Regions from separate parts of the Anser cygnoides genome. Here region 2 is linked to region 1. A link is a contact called in public Hi-C data. All regions are on one chromosome and are shown on one strand. Each heading gives the region's core, a stretch centred on a gene start, on an enhancer-like site or on the middle of the called end of the contact. The rest is flanking DNA. Distances are from core to core; before and after follow the strand shown.

The links. A called contact is a pair of places that touch in the nucleus more often than the background predicts.
Region 2: a contact with region 1 is called in a Hi-C map of liver, with 11 times the contacts expected there. The contact joins the promoter of FBXL18 here to the enhancer-like site in region 1. A contact is called at or near these places in 2 of 7 Hi-C or Micro-C datasets (both in liver).

The regions. Positions count from the first base shown.
Region 1 is chr15:3,844,858-3,850,453 of Taihu_goose_T2T_genome, reverse strand. The region is part of intron 1 of SMURF1 (SMAD specific E3 ubiquitin protein ligase 1); the gene reads right to left. Among named protein-coding and RNA genes, the nearest start is that of SMURF1, 14 kb to the right of the region's middle. Within about 2 kb of position 2,688, at least 2 of the 3 cell types and tissues checked have open chromatin away from gene starts, as enhancers often do. A contact at or near this core is called in liver, where this site is marked.
Region 2 is chr15:3,995,300-4,000,895 of Taihu_goose_T2T_genome, reverse strand. FBXL18 (F-box and leucine rich repeat protein 18) reads right to left here and starts at 3,304. Exons shown (of 5, transcript XM_048061830.2): 1 at 2,539-3,304; 2 at 1,376-1,576; 3 at 1-468. The coding sequence starts at 2,769.

The DNA.
Region 1 (5,596 bases), core at 1,439-3,938:
CATGCAGGTTCAGATGTATCACTAGAACAGTTTTAGTTAAACAATTCACACGAAAAAACGCCTTACAGCTAAATTTCCAGGTTGGGCCCTAGTCAGGGCAGGGCTGCTCAACTCAGGGTTAACCTAGAGCTGCACAGTGAACCACGGAAAGGAAGCTGGCAAGGGAATTGCTTGGGTGAGCTAGGATCCTGCTGATGGTGACATTAATCGCCAGCAAAAGGGAAAACAACAACAAAGTCTTTGAAAACACAAAGTAAGGAACAACCAATTTTGCTAGTTATTTTTAGAACTCAAATTTAGAAGTATCAAACCACCATCACCACGTTTAAGCATATTCAAGAACCTACATTTCTTCATTCATTCTTAAAACATCTGAGTGAAGAAATTCCAATGTAGAATTCCAGCAGAAATTTAGCCTACACAATAGCTGGTAAATAAAAAGAACAGACTTCGGGAAGAAAAAACATATACCGGGTTTAAGCTGTTTTTCTAAAACTCAGGCTCATTTTGTGTTTCTTTAAAAACTCTTGCAATAAATATTTGCTCGAAATCTTCTGCAGAGAATAATATTCATCAAGCACCTCTTCTAGCACTACTACAGCTTCAGTAACTGTTACCAGACCAAATTCCAGTGGATACTGGATGGCTTTTCAACAGGCACTGTCAACACCCTAGAATTCTTTCATAAGTAAATGAAAAGCATTCCTGATATCAAGCAAGGCATCAGTACCGTATCAGTGCTTTAACATCACGTACCTGAGGTAACAAATGACTTAGAATATGGGCATGGAAAAATACTTTATGTGCTAGAAATTCAGGAAAATGTCTAACTGAGGTATACTGAGTGCTTTTTGGCATGTTTGGATAGAAAGATAAAACGCCACAAGCTGTGTCATATATGCTGCTCCAAGCTACAGGCCCCGCCACCAAAAAACCCTTTTTCATGCTCTTACAGCTTTTGCCTTCCTTATTTGCAAATCTGTTGTTCATTTTGCGGTAAGCATGATAACAAACAGATGAGATGGAGGAGTACTTTCTGAACAGAGCGCGAGCGAGCTCCGATTTAAAAATCAGGGCATTGAAAGCCAATACTCAGCAAAGAGTTAACAGCGTGCAAAAGCCTCTAGCAACGAGTTCATTTTGTTCTGGGCTACTTAGCAAAGGGTCAGCCAAAAATTGAACCAGCTGGAATTCATTCAGAAGTACTTCTTGCTTCCCAGAGCTCCCCGGGCTGCAGTTATCAACCTGAGAGTAACAAGCGCACGGATCATCAGGATCGAGCTGGTGCTCGAAAGAAGTGTCCCAGCCTAATGGCCCGTAATAAATGACGTTTTGATCCTAACTTGGACCTTAGGACTAAGTTATAAACGCTCCTAGTGTCTTGTGGGAAAAACTGTAGGATTTGCCCAAGGTAGACGGAATTAAAGAATTCTACCGACCTCTCTGTTCGGTGATTACCTTGTTACCAGCTCCCGTACATGTAACACTCAGTGAGCCCTTCTAACCTCAGTCCTTTTGCTGTAGATGCTGTCAATACAAAACAGACAGTATGAAATACCGAAGTGGGAAGATTACCTGTTGTTTTTTAATCAGTTAAATAAAGAAACTATTACAAAAAACCTCCCAGAGTAGTTCAAAATACCATTTAGATACCTTGCTGTAGGAAAAGACACCTCAAATGCCCAGGTAAAGTTTCAAAAGTAATGATTGTTTAAGCACTTAAGTTACAAAAATGGAAGAATGACTCCAGGAATTCAAACACAAGTTAAAGGTGCACAGTTTAAATTCAGAAAAAGAAAAATTTTGTTTGCTCAAGTTAAATTCTTGGCATCGCTTCTGATTTTGAATGAAGTACATTGGCTGGTTTAGAACACTGGTTTTAACTCCTGGAAAAACTGAACTCCACAATCTTAGGTTTGTTTGCTAATTATTCAGTCCGTTATGATCCCTTTCAACATCCGCCCGAGATGTTACAAACTGCTCCTCGCTTTCCTTATGCATTTTTTTCCCCTCATTTGTTCAGAGGGCTCAGCCTAAACCCTTCTTGTTTGCAAACGAAATAAAAAAAACACAGGAAGCCCTAAACACACGACAGTGTTTGTTCCTGGCTGGTGAAGGGCACCAGCATTAAAAGGTGAGCGGTGACCCTGGCTACCTGCCAGTGGCAATGCACGTCTCGGCTCGCTGCTCGGGCCTGGTGCCAGATGCTGAACACCGAGGGGATGTGGGGACAAGTCAGGGGGTGACAGCGGTGGCACCCCTCAGCCAGCAGGAGCAGGGGCACGCAGCTGTAAGGAAGCCGCGGCAGAGGGGAAAGGAAGAGAACGGGACAGAAGCAAGGCTTGTTCCAAAAAAAGACTGTAATTACAGAGATATTAATAGCTTCTGGAAGGCAAGATTTTATAATTCATTCACCTACTTCTGCTCTTTCTATTAACCCTAATACGGAGTCGCTGTTTTCTTCTATCTGACATTTGCCCACTTGTTGCAGGGGAAACATTCCTTGTACTGTAATAAACTTTGCCAGGAATTAGTATGAAAGCTATTAGTACGTGGAGGAAGAAAAATCTCATTTAACAATGAGTCCAAGCTAAAGGTATAACAGGAGAAGGAAACAATGAGTAAGAAACGTTTTTGTTGCTGCTGCCGTACAGTTAGCCTTGTCCACAAGAAGCCCATTCACGCACCCTCCGCAATCTCCCTAATCACCTATTAGTCACCCCAGTGGTAATTCCCTACAAGTACTTTGGCTTGGGTCGTGCAACGGCTGGGAGACCCAAGTGACATCAGCTCTCCTCCGATTTCCAGGCAGTGAGACGCGCTTCCCGGCGCGGAGAGGCACGCGCCCGAGGAAATGTGGGTCAGCGAGCGCGCATCCTACCGCTGAACGTGCGCGCTGCTCTCCAGGGACTCGCGGCGGCGTGACTCAGGAGCAGCGGGCTGGCTGCAGGCTCACGATGCTCGTCTATTAATGAGATTATCACCGTTCCTCGCCGGCCTGTCCACACCACGCCGCCAGGCAGCTAGAACAGATCTTCAAGGAGCCCAGCACTCACAGAGCGAAATGTTGTGTTTTACGGCCGTGCTGAACAGCACTGAAAACGTTAAAACGACGTGGAACACCGACAGCCACATCACGCAACAGTAGCCATTAAGAGGAAACGTCTGCCTTTGAAAATAATTAATCACCCGTTGTGTTTGCCTATAAACATCCCGATCTAACAGGCATGTGTTTCGCTCAGCCGAGCAGCAGCAAGATGGACAACCAGACTAGGCTGCTCGACTGGGGACGGAGGCATCAGGAGCGGTACCCTGCCCTGAAAGCACCCATTTGCCTCCCCCGGCAGCGCCCGGGCTGGATGTGGTTAACCAGTAACCTCACGCAGCGCGCTAGCCAGCCCTTCTGCCAAGCAGGGCTCCCCAGCAGTACCAAAGTTCAGCAGATCCACGCCAGATCAATGTCACCGCTCTCTTACACAAGCAAAGCCGGCCTCTCCACTTTAGGTACTTTCAACAAAACGTCTAATTCTTGCGTGACCTACGGGAGGCACAAAACCGCGCGAGCTGAATGGCACCAAACAAGATTTCATGAAAAGCAGGCTTTTATTCCGAATAAAGCCGTATCAGCCTATGTGTTACTCCCTTGTTCTAATTATATAGGACAGCATCTATTTAAACTGCCAAGTTAATGACTTCGAATTTGATCAATAGGCTCTGTTTATTCAGCCCAGCGCTACTGACGGTCACCAGGGATGAACAACAAAACAAACAGACTGGTTACAGCAAATCTGCGGTTGAGGTGGGGTGCATACGAAAAATCCACAACCTGCGATTTAATCGGGGGGTGGGGAGGGAAGCCCACTGCCACAGCGAGACGCCCCATTTCCCTTTGTGTCCATAAAACATTTATCCGCGTTGTTCCGCGAAGAGCGAAGTTGTGAGCTGCGTGAGCTCAAGCATGACTAACATCACGGATACAGAAGGACTCCGAGCCTTATCTTGTACCATCTAGCTATGTTAAATATTTCACATTTGTTTTCAGATTAAGCCATGGTAGCACACGGCAACAACAAGGGGACATCGGGAAGCCTTTGGACCATAAGCAGTGACTTCCCTCCTTGTCACCGTACCCGCTGCTGAAGGAAATTTGCTTTGGAGCCGCTTTGGGAAAGGCCGGAACCACCGTCTTGAAAGCAGGATGACAAATGTCCTTGACTAAACCTTCTGCCAGCAGACGGACTGTTTTACTTACGGACTAGCTAAATAAAAATAGTTCAGAACGAAAACAGCGTACAGTGTGCGTGTAGCCTTCCAGCAAAGATGGTTTTAAATTTGAAAAAAAAAAAAAAAGCTTTCATTGCCAACAGTTTCTCAACAGCGGCAAGGTATGTGGAAACCCCCAGCGATTTTTAAAGAACACCATGCAAGGTATTCAATAAAGGAAACCCCCTTGCTAATCCCAAGTGAATCTGCTGTCACAAAGGCTGAGATTTTGATGAAAACGCTTTATTGCATTGTTCTGACCAGGGTGCTTGTTTACAATTTTTCTCGACATTATACTTTCATCGCTTTGCCTGCGAGAGGGATCGCTATCTGCCTGGCACGAAATGTCAGCGTCCATTCCATCAATAAATTATAACCCACTACTGCTCTGATACCTCGATCAAAGGTGCTACGGACGTAAGACGGAGCATGAATGAAAAGATGCCATGTCTCTTCCTACAGTGCCTTCGTGTACGCCTTTCATATTCAGACGTGATTTCACCCAAGTGACAACACTCGCTCGCTGGATCATGGAGCAATAAAACGTGAAGAAAGTTCTCTAAACAAAATGGTCTCATCAAACTGCTATAGAAGTATTAAATTTTAGCCTTTGTGCTTAAAAAACAACGCATGGAGCCAGCCGCTTCAGTCAAAGCCTAAGAAGTTTGCTTTCCATTTTAAATTGATTAAATAGATCCAATACATTAAATTCTGCATGGATGGTTAGCAGTGCTAATATTCTAGATAAAATGAAACGCTCTGCGAGGAATATTAGGGCGAGCTCTCAGCAGATGTATTACTTGCTCTCACAGTAATTTAGTGTAACAGAGGCCTAACAATTTCACTGAACACGATTACAAAAACCAGCTCCTCACAGTTTAACACAGAAGCTCCCAGAAGTACCTATTTCTTCACTAGGTACTCAGCACAGGGAACGCACTTGAAGAGAGGCGAAGGCTTTGTGGGGACAGTAGAATAACACTTGATTTTTTTTTATTAAGGTGATTCCCATTTATCAAAGAGCCGAGATATTAAACGTGAGCCTTTATTTCCATTCATATCGCTGAGACGGCTCGCACACCTAGCGATCTGATATTGTCCGAGCTCCGAATGACAAACGGCTAGACAGAACCAAAAGAGAGCAAAATTTAATAAACACTTTTCATAAGAGAAAAGCCTATAAACAACGTTTCCCTCCTTACTAAAATAAGCTACGTGGCGTTAATTTGAAGTGATAGCGCTGTTCTTTTAATTAAAAAACGCCAGTAGGAGGCTGATGCATTGTGTGATGCTGTAAGCGACAGGCTCGCAGGATGCAGATGAATCTTTGTGT
Region 2 (5,596 bases), core at 2,055-4,554, 150 kb before region 1:
GGCATAGAAGACGCGAAGGTTCTGGTAATGGGGCACGTTGCTCTCCCCTACCATTAGCTGCCCAGAGAGCATAAAACCTTCTCGCGAGCGATCAAGGATCTCAAAATAAAGCAGCAGTTTCTCAAGGCTAGTGCAGCACGGAACAACACCGTATGACGGAGTGTAAAGGGTTTGCTTCAATTCCGAGACGCGGCTAAGAGTGGCTTTACACTCACTGCTTAGCTGACTGGCATCGAAACCCGGGTTTACATCTATCGCCAGGGAGCGCAGGTGCTGGAGCGCGGACAGCATCTTTGAGAGGCGGAGAGAAGTGATGTGGCACCCAGACAAGTTCAGTTTTACCAGGTTCTTGCATCGTATTACATGATCAATAGTGGAGCTGGGCAGCCAATAGCACCCAGCCATGTTCAGCTGGTAAATCTCTTTTCCGATATCCCTCATCAGTTGCTTCACTTTGTCTTTGTTTACCTGTACTCAAACAAAACCAGATTCAATGAGATATATGGCAAGTGTGCACTGACTCAGTTTCCCATCTGAAAATGGGGATGACACTGGCTAGCACTTAGATTATGTGGTTCATCCCAGGGCCTTGGAACACTAGCACAGCCTAAGAACCATTAAAGCATCACTTAATCTGCCATGCTTTGGCCTCCTAAGATTACCCTCCCTTTAGCTTCTCAGTCTGTGCAGTTCTGCATTACTGACTGCGAGGCCAAAATCTGTTCAGCAGCTGATAGCGGAACGGAAGACAATCTCCATTTTTCTAACAGCAAAACTATTTCAGCAGAATTATCCACCTATGGAGACTCAAATTAAAAGAACGCTTTCATTCTCCTTCATCCGCTTTCTTTTGGAAATGAAGAAGAGAAGCTTACGCTTGGCGATACAGTCCTCATAACACGTATCACCCTTCTTCCTAAGCTTTATTTTTGTCACAACTCATATACATTTTCTGGCTTAGCTGACTGCATGCCTGACAGCAACATGCACAAGTTTTTCTGCTCATATAGATTTCTTTGCACAACAACATGGAAAATATATTTTGGGAAAATGGTATCTTCATACAACCATAGTCAAAAGCAGCTATAAATGGCAAGTCAAGTTTACTTTCATTTTAGCCTCCAGGAACAGAGAAAATATATAAAATACCATCAGTGAAAACTAACTAAGGGAGCACAGAGCTGTCCTAACAAAGCATTCTGCAAAACAAATGCTTTTATAAAAACAGTTTATTGTTTATTTGTTTTTTTTTTTTTTTCAGAGTTCAAGAGCACGACATTTATGCAGACACACTGAAGTGTTCTATTTCTTGGCATTTTTTCAGAAGTCAGACTTGTCTTCACAGCTAACAGAAGAAGCAAGCTACTCTCCCCACCTTATAGTCTTTCTGAAGTAAGACTGTATGGGTTAGACTCTTGTCAAGGCAAAGCGTCGCGAGTTTCCTGCAGGTTTTCCTGACATTCAGGACAAGGTCTGTGCAAGGGACGTAGCTTAGGATGTGCAAAAGGATCTCATCCGAGAACTCCATCAGGTTGACACCATTATTTTCCTCCTCGCTCTCCCCACTTACAAGCTCCTGAAAGAGAAAAAAAAAGAAAAAAAGAAAAGCTACCAGTTCACAGACTTCAGCAAAGCTTGTGAGAAAACGGATACCCTGTGTCTCAGAAGGATTTATAAAGCGAGATTTATAAAGTGAGATAAAACAGAACCACTTGAATTGTTAAATACTCCCACCCGCCTTGAGAAGCCAAAACCTCTCCCTTAAAAGACAAAACTGAGGTAGTGCAAAACTTCACGCAAAGCCACAGTATCTTCAGTCACTCTTTTGCTGTGGACTGCTTAAGAAATAAAACATTTACCTTCATTCTTCTTCTGCTACTGATTTTGCAACTGGAAAAGCGTCACTCCCTGATTCTTTCAGAATATAACCCAGCAATCCCTTCCCACATCTTTCCCCTAAGAGCAATCCATTCCAATAACCTTACAAGTTACGTAACCGTTCATATGTATCAAGAAATAATCAGCCTGCAGCCCAGTATCAGACTACCCCTAGCTCTTCTGCAACACGTCACGCCGTAACTGTGCCAAACCTCGACCACCGATGGCTGTGCTCCCCTCAAGCACCCCTTTTGCTCCCTCACCCCGCGATCCCTCCATCACCACCCAAGAGGCCCCTGCCTGGCCCCCAGCCCACCCCCATCGCACCGAGCTGGTGGTTTTGGACTTAAACCCTGCTTTTAATGAAGCTCGAGTGGAAATTAACGCAGCGCCAGCCCCTAAAGGGGAAGGGGGTGCTCTGGTGCCACGTCGCATCACCCAGAAAACCCCACAGAGCATCCCTCCAGGAGGGCGACCCCTCAGGACCGGGTGCTCAGCCCAGCCCCGCGGGGAGCCCCCTCACCCCCGGGGCCGGCTCCAGCCCCGCTCACCTCACCCCCAACCCCTGAGGGGAGCCCGGCTTCCCCCATCCCGGGGCCGGCCGCGGTTAACCGGCGCTCGGAGGGACGGAGGACGGGGAGCAGCCCCTCCACACCTCACCTCTCCACAGCGGAACATGGCGGCGGCCCCGCCGCACCGGGCACCGCTCAAACCCGCCGCCTCCCGGCCTGGCTCCCCGCCGGCCCGGCCGCCGCACGGTTCTTCCGGCGCTGCCATGACCCGGCTTCCGCGGCTCGCCACTCCTCCGCCGCCCCGCGCCGCCATCTTGAGGCGGGAGCGCGGGGAGGGCGCGGCCGCCGCCCGCCGCCATCTTGAGCGCGGCGCCGCCATGCTGGGGGTGGCGGCTGGGCGCTGCCCCCCTGACGGAGGATGCGGGGCTCGGTCCCCGGCTTGCAGGGCTCGGCCCTGAGGTTAAATTAAGCACGGTCCCGCTGCATGCAGCGGGTTTCTTCACCTCTGCCTGACTCTGGTGGTGCTGAGGTGTTGGGAGCCGAGCGAGGAGGGCAGCCTCTCGGTGTCTCCTCTCGGTCTCCTCCGCCACCTCAGCGGCTGACTCACGCCAGGCCCGCGCCCCACGAAACCTTGAGGCTGCTCCCAGAATGAAAATCCGCCCTGCGCCGAGCCGTGACTCAGCCGGCAGCAGCACACGGGGCACGGAGGGCTTGGCCGGCCACCCCAGCGGGGTATTTTGCAGCCTCCGGGGCATTTGCTGGATTAGTGCCCTGCTCTTCAGCGCAGGCAGCGGGCAAATGATCCTGTCCCTGTCCATAGTGGTTTTGTAGGCTGGGAGCAGCTTGGGGTGACACCCTGAGCACTGAAGGACTTGATCCTAATGAGAGAGGGGGGCCATCACTACTACCCCTTCCCTCCAAAGCATCCACCCGCACCACAAAACCCTTATATAAACCAGCTGGCTTCAGCCTCACTGCTCATTTATGCAATGAACGTAACCTGGGCTCTGACGAGGCTGAATCTCCTCACCCCGGCAGCAGGTGTGAGGCAAATTCCACACAGGGGGCCGTGCAGAAGTCACCCGGGGGTGCTGCGAGCGCAGCCATTGCATAGAGCAACGTCCACTGGGACCCGCTGGCTCAGCACTCCTGCTGTTAGCTCCTCTTCCCAAATCTCAAGTACAGACAGGACTAGAGCGCTGGAATTTCCAGTTACGTGTGTGCTTGGGGAATTTTGTTCATAGAAAATGTGTTTTAAAGATGACCCACAAAGGAAGATGAATAGGTTGCTGCTTTCTTCCTGGTTGATTGTTGCCATTTATGGCCATGAATGAGATTAGTGGTGGATTGGCGTTTTGGCTTAGAAATATCGAGTGCCTCAGGTCTTGATTACCTGTTTTGCTTCCAGGCCCGTGAGCAGGGTCTGGACTTGGAGAGGAAACCCCCTCTTAGCCCTTAGATGAGGGAGAGCCTCAATAAGAGAATCGGTACCTGCTTTGTTTGTCATGTGTTTCAGTTAAATAGAAGATAATGTCAAATTAAATCCAGAGGCCCTGCAGTCAGGACTGACTTGTTTGACATCTGGGCTGAATACCAACCTGCCGTATTTGCAGTCATCGGGGGAAGCAGAGACCGGGGTGGAGAAAGACCTGCATTTCCAGCGCAAATGTAAATAAGATCAAGAGCAGGGCCCGTAAGCAGAGTAAAAGCCCTGCCTGGAGAGCCAGACTGACTGGAGCAGCCTGCGTTAGGACTAGCCATGGGTTCCCTCCAGTCCTGGGGCGTATGTGGACCAGACGGCTGTTGCCAGCCCCGAATGGGATCTGAGATAGGTTAAAGAACCTCCCCAGGCTCCCAGCAGTTGTAAGAGGAGCTGCTCCGACTGATGGCCCACCAAGCGATGAACAATGTGGCGGCGTTGATAAGACACGAGGCTGAATACCAGGTGGCAGCAGGACATCAGATGGGCTGTAAAGGAGGAAGGAAGCAAACAGCTACGCTGAACTCTGGCATTTCTCTTGATGGTTTTGGCCAGCAGGTGAGAGGAGAAACCTTCCCTGCTGCACCTTGGTTCAGGAACGCTCGTCCCAGTGTTGGCACATGGGAACCTCCCACGAAGACAGGTTCATTTCACTGCTGGGCTGTCTCAGAGCAGACTTTGATCATCTATGACTAATGCAGTTTTCTTAGCCCAAAGAAGGCAAGCACATACCATGCTGTCCCGGTCCAAGAGGGCAAACAAACAAATCTGGTGCTAATATCCAGATACGGTGTCCTGTACAGTATCTCTTAACTGTTCATGGCCGGACTGATCTGGTGATTATTTTTTTTTTCTTCAGGGAAACTTTTGGGTCATTTCTCTCCCCTGGTTCTTAACACTGATACAGTCTGTACAGCTCATTTTTTTTGTCAGCATGACGAAAGCCCAGTGGCCAGAGCACTTGGTGTGCTTGGGTGAACTGCTGTCTCCACTGCCGTAAGTGGTTTTCAGCGCTTGATACGATTTAATGCGGTAAGGCCTGCTAAAGTAGATTACAGCTGGGTATAATGCAAGTCAGGGCAGGCTCCGGGTCAGCAATCCCTCTGCAAAGACCAACTTCAAAGAGCAGGACAACTCCTCCTCCTCCAGCCACAGTCCCATCCACGAGCTGACACCTCGGAAAGCCCATTTTTTTTATGAAGCTGAGGCTTTGTGCCCTCAGAGGGGACTTCCACGAGGAGACGAGTTGTGTTTGAATGCCCTGGGACTTCCTGGGACATTTGCATGCAGCCAGCGTGCTGCAGCGCATGTTCTCTAATGAGAGGACGGGGCCCCCCTGACCAGGGGGGCTGTTTCTGGCCAGCGCTGCCCGACAAGGCTCAGAGACAACCACACAAGGAGGCCCTTCAGGGCTAAATCCCGAGAGCTGCAGCCGTCCCCTTTGCCAAGGACATCACTAATTCCTGGTGGTGGCTTGATTCCGTAAGCGGCTCAGGGAGGTGACTTTCCAGGTCACCAGCTAATTGCAGGTGAAGTGCCAGCGACTGTCTCCAGCAGGAGCGAAAGTTGGGAGCTCTAAGGGAAGAAAGGGCGTAAAACACGTTTGCTCAGCTCTCTTTAGCTGAGCCAGCTCCCCCTGGGCAGCTAAAGGGAAGCGAGAGAGGGCTGGGTGGCTTGCAACCATCCTTGGCCGAGCCCCGCTGTCTGGGCAGCCGGAGAAATCCTG